2 separate regions of the Sus scrofa genome follow, and region 2 is linked to region 1. The links are chromatin contacts, called in public HiChIP or PLAC-seq maps. All regions are on one chromosome and are shown on one strand. Each heading gives the region's core, a stretch centred on a gene start, on an enhancer-like site or on the middle of the called end of the contact. The rest is flanking DNA. Distances are from core to core; before and after follow the strand shown.

Region 1 (4,355 bases), core at 1,235-3,734:
CCGAAGCACCTAAGGTGATGGCTAGCTTCTGGAGGAGGCTTTATAAATAATCCCAGATTGCTACACTGACCTATAAGTTTCCATCTGACATTTTATTTTCCCTGCTGATAACAGATCTTTAAAGGATGGAATATATAATCTAAAAATAATAATTAGGATCCAAGCTTCTCAAAAGATTAAAAAGCACAATTTTAAAAAGGGAGATGGGGAGACACTAGATGTTTACCTTTAGGACTCTAGCATCAGTTATAAAACTCATCTCCACTGTCACATATATAAATATAAAATTGAGTTAGAGCACTGTCATCTTATGCCAAAACAGTATAAAATGATAGTAGTTAGAAATTTTTCTTCATAATTACCACAAATTATGCATCAAATTTCTAGCATTATTTTGTATATAAAAGTGTTGAGACTTGTTACTCAACTGCAGATAAACCAAATCTTGCCAGGTCATGTGGCTGTGATCTAAAGGAAGCTGGAGGAGAAAGGTCAAAAGGGCAAAAACAATCTTTTTTTAAATGGATCTAGTGTATTTATATAAAGGGCTGTTCATCCAGTAGGTACTACAGTATAAGATTTTAATCCTCAAGCATTTTAGAAAACAAAGCAGTAGACTTGATCAAAACGTCATTCACTTTGAAAGATTTCCTAGGATGAGGAGCGAGTTCAGCCCCCATTTACTGGATGTTTTGCCAAAGTAGGCGTTTAATTAAACGGAGAAAGTCTAAAATGCACACCTGTCTATTACACATTACATCTTGACCAATTAATCTCACGATCACCAAGAACTGTCCAGATAATGGCTTCGATAATACTAAGAGCCACAAATAAAAGATCGTATCATTATTTCCCTCAGCCTGTCAAACTCTATCCTCATGGCATTTTTACACAGAAAATTAAGAAAAAAGACAGTCATCAAGGACTTATCCTTGATTACTGAAGGATAATTCATTCTGAAATAAGGAGGTCATATTTCCATTTCTCCACCACACCAATTTGAAAAACCACAGCGAAGGCCTCCTTTCAAACAGCTTCCAACTCGTTTCCATTGCCCATCTCAACTCCTGTCAACCCGTAATTTCTTTCCAAATACCTGCCCCAGTGCCTTTACTTTGCAAAAGTGTGCAGAACCCTTTAAACGTTTCTGAATCACAAAGGCAGGGTGAGACTTCCTCCATTTGGCCAAGAGCATCTTTTACCAGCTGTTACCTCAGCGGCAAGGGAAAATCGGGCGGCCCCTGCCGCTGTCCAACAGCTTGGCCCGGCTGTTCCAGGGCAGAGGCCGGGTACAACAGAGGCTGAAGAACCCAACCCCTGGGGCGCAGGTGACCCCTTGCAGGGCAACCTTGGCCTGATGCGCCCTGGGCTGGCTCTCGAGGGCCGCCTGTTCACCTCCTGCACACAAACCCCGGGCCAGAACCGCCTCCCCCGGCCCAGCCCGCGCCAGAGCCCGGACCCCAGCAGCTCCTCCGGCCAGGCCCGGGTGCGCGCCCCCCGGCCCCAGCGTAGGCGGCTGGCGGGGGCCCAGGACGACGGTCGCCGACCCCATGGCCGCCTGCGCTGGGGTCCACTTGGTCGGCCTGGAGTACCAGGCCCGCCGCGGGGGGCACGTGGGGGCAACGCCTTCCCAGCTGGCCGAGCACGCCGGCGGGCAGCCGCGTGAGCGTGGGCGTGTGTCGGGCGAGTGGGGCCGCCTGCAGCAGCCGCGTCGCCTCCTCCCCCGGCGGGGCAGGGGGAGGGCCCGCTCACCTCGGTAGCGGCGGGAGGCGAGGTGGCACACTGCGAGCAGCAGCACGGCCACCAGCGCCAGCACCTTGGCGCTTCTCACGCTGAAGTAGTGGTTGATCTCCCGCTTGCCCAGGTTGTAGGCCAGAGCCGCCATCTTGGTTCCTCCATGACAACAGTGCGCGGCGGAGCGGGGAAGGGGCGCCACACAGGGGCAGCACTGGGGCTGCCGCCGCCGCAGCCAGGCGAGGAGCCACCACCAGCCCCCGCGGCCGTCACCCGCGCCTCTCGCTGGGGAGACTGACCCCGCTGCCGCCGCCGCCGCTGCGGTACCCACGGCCTCCACCTGCCCCTTCTCGGCCGCGGCAGCCTCGGCGGTCTCCCCCCAGCCCCGCCGCCGCTGCTCCGCCGTGCCCGTTCCCCAGGCGCCCTGGACGCCTGTCTCCTCCCCTTCCTCCTCTTCCTCCTCCTCTTGAGCCTCTCGTCTTAATGGCGGCTGCGCCTGCAAGGGGGCTCCGGACGCCCAGAGCTCCGGGGTCACGAGCCCCAGACGGCCCTCTGGGGTCACGGGGTCACGGGCGGCGGCGGGCGGCGGCAGCGGCGGTGGCAGAGACATGGGGATGTGAGGAGAGCGGACCACGGGTCCAGCCCGACGTGAACGCGAGCCTCGGGCTTTCAATTGACTCACTGAACGCTACCTGAGCCCAGGTTGGGGCAATAAAACTACTGTTACAGAAGAAAAGTACACATCGTTCCACTCCCTCTTTCCCCAACACACCTTTTCCTGAGTTTCCGCTTCCTGAACCTGCCAAGCAGGGTGCTAAGGCCACCTAAATGTCACTGGGGCTTTTAGGCAGGCTGTGTCTGGTCAGCCTGGCTGCCTCTCAGATGCTTGTCGGGTTTTGAGACTGCTGGCAGCCTTAGCACCCAAACCACGGGTGAGACTAGTTTTAACTTTAAATCACTGCTTTGACCCATTTCTCTTGAAAATTGGAAAAAAAAAAATCCTTGGTTTGCCCAATTCCAGTGGGTGAAAGTACACCAGAGTACAGAGTAGAAGGTACAAAATGAACGTAGCTTACTGTAGGTGTTAGAAAGAAAAGAACCCCGCTCTTCATTTGCATTGACACAGGGTTCCCTAGGGGGATGGGCCAAACATGAAGTGTTGTCATTCCTGCGCCTGAAGTTGGTTAATGTTCTGCGGTTAGCCAAAAAAAAAAAAAAAAAAGCACTGCATTTCTTTGCCTTTGTTAAGTGCTTGTTAGCCCCTGTCTCTTTTTTTCACCTGTACTGCCTTCCCGGTGGAATTGGTTATTTGTATTGCTTCCCATTCTATTTGCCTTGTTAGGATGGTTTCAGGTGTTTTCTACAACTTTCCCATTTAGCCATTCCTGAGCTTGTATTTATAGGCCCCCCCTTAAAATGATAGAATGTTAGATATCGAAGGGACTTTAGAGAGTTTGTCACCCCGATTTTTTTAATCCAAGGACTCTTTTTTATTATGTTTTTATCCATGGACCCCATATCTTGAAAAATTTTGTCACTTAAATGAAATTTCATATATCACTGTCATAGATGTAATGCTAATAAGCAATAAAGCTAAGTAAGTGTACAAACACTCGGGACTGTTCCCTGGAAATGGTTGCTTAATTTTGGCTGTCATTCTTCTGATCCAAGGTTGATCACATGCTGAAAGAATTAAATCGGCTATTGTAAAAAACAGATAAATAACTCTGCTTACTGTATATGGTCTACCAATCACATCCTAGAAATTTCTATGATGTCATCAACAGCAAATTAGAATTTTTGATTGGAATGTGATAACCAGTGTTAGCCTGCAGGGTTGATTTAATGCCTGCCAAAAGTAAAGAAACTTGACATTTTTCTTAATTGCAGTTTCCAGAAGGCTTTCTGAAATACTGTAAAGAGCTTGTGGACTTCCTTTTTCCTTCCCTCTAGTTTACAGCTAATCCCTCTCCTATGCTCTGAATCTCTTTCTGTCCCCCTTTCTTGGGGCTGTTGATGACTTCATCAGTTATTCCTTTGTCAGTCATCCTCTCTGTGTTTTCTTTAAACTCTCCTTCTCTCATCAGTATTTCCCTTCCACCAATAATCTTTATCTTATTAGTGACGCTCATTCAGGGACTGTGTTTCTGTGTGTTTACCTCTCCATCTCTTTCCTTCTTTGACAAGTTCTAGAAATAGTAGTGTTGACTTTTCAGTCTTCATTCTCCCTTCTATATCACTCTCAAATATGTTCCCTTCTCTCCATACCCTTGTGTCACGGTTTCTTGCCTGAATCACTTATCTTCCTCAGGTCAGGCTCGAAAACCCAATCTTACAGCTCTCCGCCATTCCTCGAACCAGACTGAGCTTTTTTTAGGGCGGCACCTGTAGCATATGGGAGTTCCCAGGCTAGGGGTTAAATTGGAGCTACAGCTGCTGGCCTACACCACAGCCACAGCAATGGATGCTAGTCGGATTTGTTTCCGACGAGCCATGACAGGAACTCCCAGATTGAACTTTCTTAAACTCAAATCTGATGATGCCAAAAACTAGTTAGTGGTTCCATGTTTATTTGCCTACCTCTAAACTGTCCAGAATGTTAACTAAATCTCAGCAGTTAC
Region 2 (4,478 bases), core at 1,407-3,906, 200 kb before region 1:
AATGAGTAAAGTAAGCAGTGTCTTGGACAATCCAGGACAGCAAAGCACCATAGGAAAGAGCCAGGAGCAAAACTAGAAAACACCTAGAGACAGCAAAGAAGACACCAAATAAACCAATCTACTCTGGTCATTTAACACATATTTAATGAATGCCTACCATGTGCCAGGCACAATTAATAAATATGCAGGCAAATTAGCCAGAGCTAATCCCCTAGAGTTCCAAGAAAAAAATCCAAATAAACACCTCATTCTCACTCAGAGGCTAAGCCAGCAGCACCAATAAAGCCACTTAAAACTCCTGTGAAACAAAATTCAAGTTCTTTATTTTGCATCCACCAAAACATCTAATTCCAGTAGGTCCCACCACAAAGGTCACTAGTGTGTCAAAAAACTTATAGATTTTAATCTTAAAAAACTAAAATTTAAGACTAAAAAAAATTAAAATTTAAGAACGCTAATTTAAGATATTTAAGATTTTAAATATCTTTTGTTTATAATAAAAATATTTAGCTAGATTGCTTTTGGAGGCACCAGCCATGTCAATTTAGAGGCATCTTTCATAACCCACTATGATGAGTTTTAGGTTGTGGGATTATGTTATTTCACATATGAAAACTGATTATACAATGCCATGTATTGCTATTGCTGTCAATTATTCTTATTTGTTATTCTTATTTTTGTTAGACACTAACGGATAGAAATCAAATCCAGCGCAGGGAGAAACGCAGGGAGAACCCGCAGGTGGGTGGGGCTGTGCAGCCAGGCTAGGCAGTAAAGGCGCATAGGCGCAAAGGAAGGGGACCTGATTGGTTGGTGGTGCGGGGGGCGGGCGGCTCACACTGCGCAGGCGCAGGCAGGCTCTGGAGAGGTGGGGCCCTAGGCCAGTTCTGAAGAGGCTGGCTCAGGGAGGGGCCAAGCTTTAAGAGGCGGGGCCTGGGTAAGCCACCGCAAAGAGGGCAGGCTCAGAGAGAGGTGGGGTTTGGGGGAGCCACCCAAGAAGGGGGGGCATGTGGGAGGCAGGGTCTACGGGAACTACCTCAGAGGAGGCAGGCTTAGGGGGAGGCGGGGCCTGGGGAGGCAGGGTCTAGAAGGCGCGCTCTGGGAAGGCGCGCTCTGGGAAGGCGCGCTCTGGGAAGGCGCGCTCTGGGAAGGCGCGCTGCAAAGGAGGCGCACTCTAAGTAGGCGCTGGGAGGCGCTAAACCTGCTCAGAGCAGATACTGCAGAGAAGGCTCGCTAGAATGGGCGGGGCATGTCTGAGACTGGCTGCACGCCTCTCCCAGGATCCCCCCTCCCAGAACCCCTCCCACCAGCCTCCAACAGCCAGATTCATTTCATGCAACAAGAGCAATCACCCGCAGATCCAACCTCCTCCCCTTCCAAGACTAAGCAAACCAACAGCCACAAACTGTTGCTGGACGCCAGTTCGGGCCACCACTACAACTACACTGCCACTTCAATCAAGCGCTACTAGGCAAGGCAGCCTGCTCTGCCACCACCAAAAGATTCCCTTTTGCGCTCAAGTCAGCGTCCCTCCACTTCACTACCATAGCAGGAGTGGTGTGGGCAGAATGTTAAACACTAATTTTTGCCCAGGGCTCCATTTTGTCTAACAGCACCATCACGCAGAGAACCATCCTGTAGAAAAACATAGTGGGAGCCATTCCAAAAGGTGTGTTAGAGACAAAGGGTGGGGTTCCTCTAAGAAGAGTAATCTTACTCTTCAGCTCATGTTCGCTTCAGCTGGTTTCTTTGTAGCGCAAAACAGCGCAGCTCGCGTACCTCTGCAGCTGTTACTATTTTGTAGCGCATTTTAGGTGTAAATCGTTCCGTAGCTCATGTACCTCTGTGGTTCCTGTGTCCTACAGCGCAATGAAGCGCTGTTGTAGTGGTAATATCATATTTGTAGTGCTAATCTTCTGCAGCTCAGATATTGTAGCGCATTTAAAGCGCAAATCATTCATTAGTCTGCAGTTCATATATCACCGCAGTTGATACTGGTTTTCACGCAATGAAGTGCCCATCAGTTGGCAGCACATTGAAGCGCCCATCAGCTTGTAGCTCATTTGAAGCGCCTATCAGTCTGTAGCGCATCTGCAGCGCTCATCAGTCTGCAGCGCATTTGAAGCGCTTATCAGTTTGTAGCGAATTGAAGCGCCAATTAGTTTGTAGCGCATACCACTTTGCGGCACGTTTGCAAATTGGTCTGTAGCTCATGTCCGTCTGCAGCTCATGTTTGTCCGCAGCTCATATCTGTCTACAGCCCGCATCTGGACTTGGGTTCTGGGAATCAAAGCCCTGAAGGCTTGGTTTCTCCAAGCAGTTTTGGGGCACAGCCAGTGAAGGCGTGACAAGGTGTGCGTGGAGACTTTCGGGCGCTACTTTATCTCCCGCAGCTCCTGATAATAACAGGGAATGAATGTGATCTTAAAAAAAAAGAAACATCCTCACCGCATACTCACCACGCGAGGACTCCTCTGCGAAGACAGGAAGGACGGGGTCCCACACCTGCGCCAGGCGTGGGCTCCGCTGGGTGCTCAGCAGCCCGGAGTGGCTCCGGACGCGAGCCCGCTCAGCGGACCTTTCGCGAGGCTCGGTGGTCCCTCTTCGCTGGTCTCCTCAGGTCGTAGTCAGGTTTCTTCGACACACACCAACCGAAGTTGAAGCGCGTGTACCGGGAGTGCCGACTGTGAGCCTTATATAGGCAGAACCGAGGAGGGGGGCGCCAAATCCCAGCGTGCTCCGCGGGTTAGGGGGGCGGAGAGGGGGGAGCGGGGGCGGAGGGGATAGGGGGATGGGGGAAAAGGGGGTGGGGGCGATGGCCACGCTACACCGGCCCGCCGCTAGAGGGAGTACGGGATTAAGGAGGGGGTGCAGGATGCTGATGCTGAACTGGCCAAGCTGGGAGGAAAGAAGAAAGGGAGGGGAGGGGAGAATCGAGGACGGCCGGCCTAGCCAGGCCAAGAAAGCAATTGCCCCGGTGGTGGGAGCTGGGAGACCCTTGTGCTTGGACGGGACAGGGTCGGGGGACACCCAGGATGAGCCCCGCGACCACTGGCACCTTCTTGCTGACAGGTTAGTGGTGTGCGCGCGATGGGAGGTCCTGGGGCCAACAGGCCTTCGCCTCCCCATCCCCCTCCCGGGTTTTGGGTACCCAGGTGCCTTTTCTGGGCACCAGCCCCCCTTCTGTGGAGTCCCCAAGGTACCCCTCCATCAGGACTCCCCATACCCCACTTCCTGGGCCCTTTGCGGCCCTTACCAGGCTTGACCCCTGGCCTTTTTTCTCCGCGCCCCCGCGGGCCCCTCCCTGCCCAGAGGCGCTGGAATTCCGTCTCCAATTTCCATTCCCACTCGCCCCCTCCGCTCTCCAGCAGCCCTGCTGGTGGACCTCTCCTGATCTCTTCCTCAAAGAGCAGGGGGTCGTTGCCCATTTGGGGGGGGGGCGTTACCCCAATAATGGGGTTCTGCGGCCGGTAGACGAGCCATAGAAAATGGGTGTCAAGCTGCGCCCCCTTCTACAGAGACACATCTTTTTTTCCCCTTTTCTTGAATGTGATCTGGAGAGAACACAAAAAATGTGCATTTTGAAACGCCTAATTTTCCCCTTTTCCTAAGCGAATTTTTCGGCGATGGAAATCTCGTTTTCCTTAGGTTTTACGGAGTGGGGAAACGGAATCATGATAAATTAGGAGCTAAATAGGGCTTTCAGGTTAGGGTTAACCCCGGTTGGGGGCCAGGGACCCTACCAAGTGCACTATTTGAAGAAAGCAAAAACAATTAAAAACAGCTGTGGATGCCTCCAATGTATTTGGCGGGCTTCGGAGCCTCCCGGCTACGGCCTCTTGGTGATTACGAGGTTTACGCAGAGACCTAGATCTCTCTGCAATGTTATATTTTTCTGAATCCTGTAGGGTGAATGAATACATTTAGTCACGGTCCTCACGTTTAATCCTTTAAAGTGTGTTGCCGGCCACAAATATTTGTGTATATTTATACATATAAACATATATTTTACGTTAGAGAAAATGAGAAAATTGCAGTGGGTTACCACTCTCAAATACAGATGAGGAAGGATGCTTTAAACAAACAAACAAACAAACGCTTAACGTGGACTTCCTAATCGCCTCAAAGTGTTAGGCACTGAGAAAAGGGACAATCTGCTATTTATCTTAGTAAAAGAAGTTTTAAGTGAAAAACCAATTGTCTACAACTGAGTGAGGTTTCTGATAAGAACACAGATGAGACACATTTGTATTTGAAGGCTAAATTTGAGCATATTTCAATAACACTAGCTGCAGATTATTTTATACGTAGAGGATAAAAGAGAATTTGACCCATTGTGGATAATAGGATGGCAGGCATCTCACCTTAAGTGAGCCTTTCTGGCCTAAATAAACTGGAGCACATTTACTGAGATTCTGTTTTTTATCAGAAATAGATGTTGACCATAAAATATATGAATAAGTGAAGTGCAGATTTCC

The links. HiChIP or PLAC-seq counts read pairs in DNA pulled down with a chosen protein or histone mark.
Region 2: an H3K27ac HiChIP or PLAC-seq map of skeletal muscle shows a contact between it and region 1, with 4 times the contacts expected there. The contact joins the promoter of PEG10 here to the promoter of CASD1 in region 1. A contact is called at or near these places in 4 of 47 Hi-C or Micro-C datasets (fetal heart ventricle, heart right ventricle and skeletal muscle) and 1 of 2 datasets of contacts at active chromatin or transcription factors (skeletal muscle).

The regions. Positions count from the first base shown.
Region 1 is chr9:74,274,662-74,279,016 of Sscrofa11.1, reverse strand. CASD1 (CAS1 domain-containing protein 1) reads right to left here and starts at 2,484. Exons shown (of 18, transcript XM_021063369.1): 1 at 1,753-2,484. The coding sequence starts at 2,344.
Region 2 is chr9:74,472,299-74,476,776 of Sscrofa11.1, reverse strand. It overlaps PEG10 (paternally expressed 10), which reads right to left and starts at 2,656. Exons shown (of 2, transcript NM_001302463.1): 1 at 2,460-2,656. It overlaps SGCE (sarcoglycan, epsilon), which reads left to right and starts at 2,953. Exons shown (of 11, transcript NM_001144124.1): 1 at 2,953-3,072. The coding sequence starts at 3,036.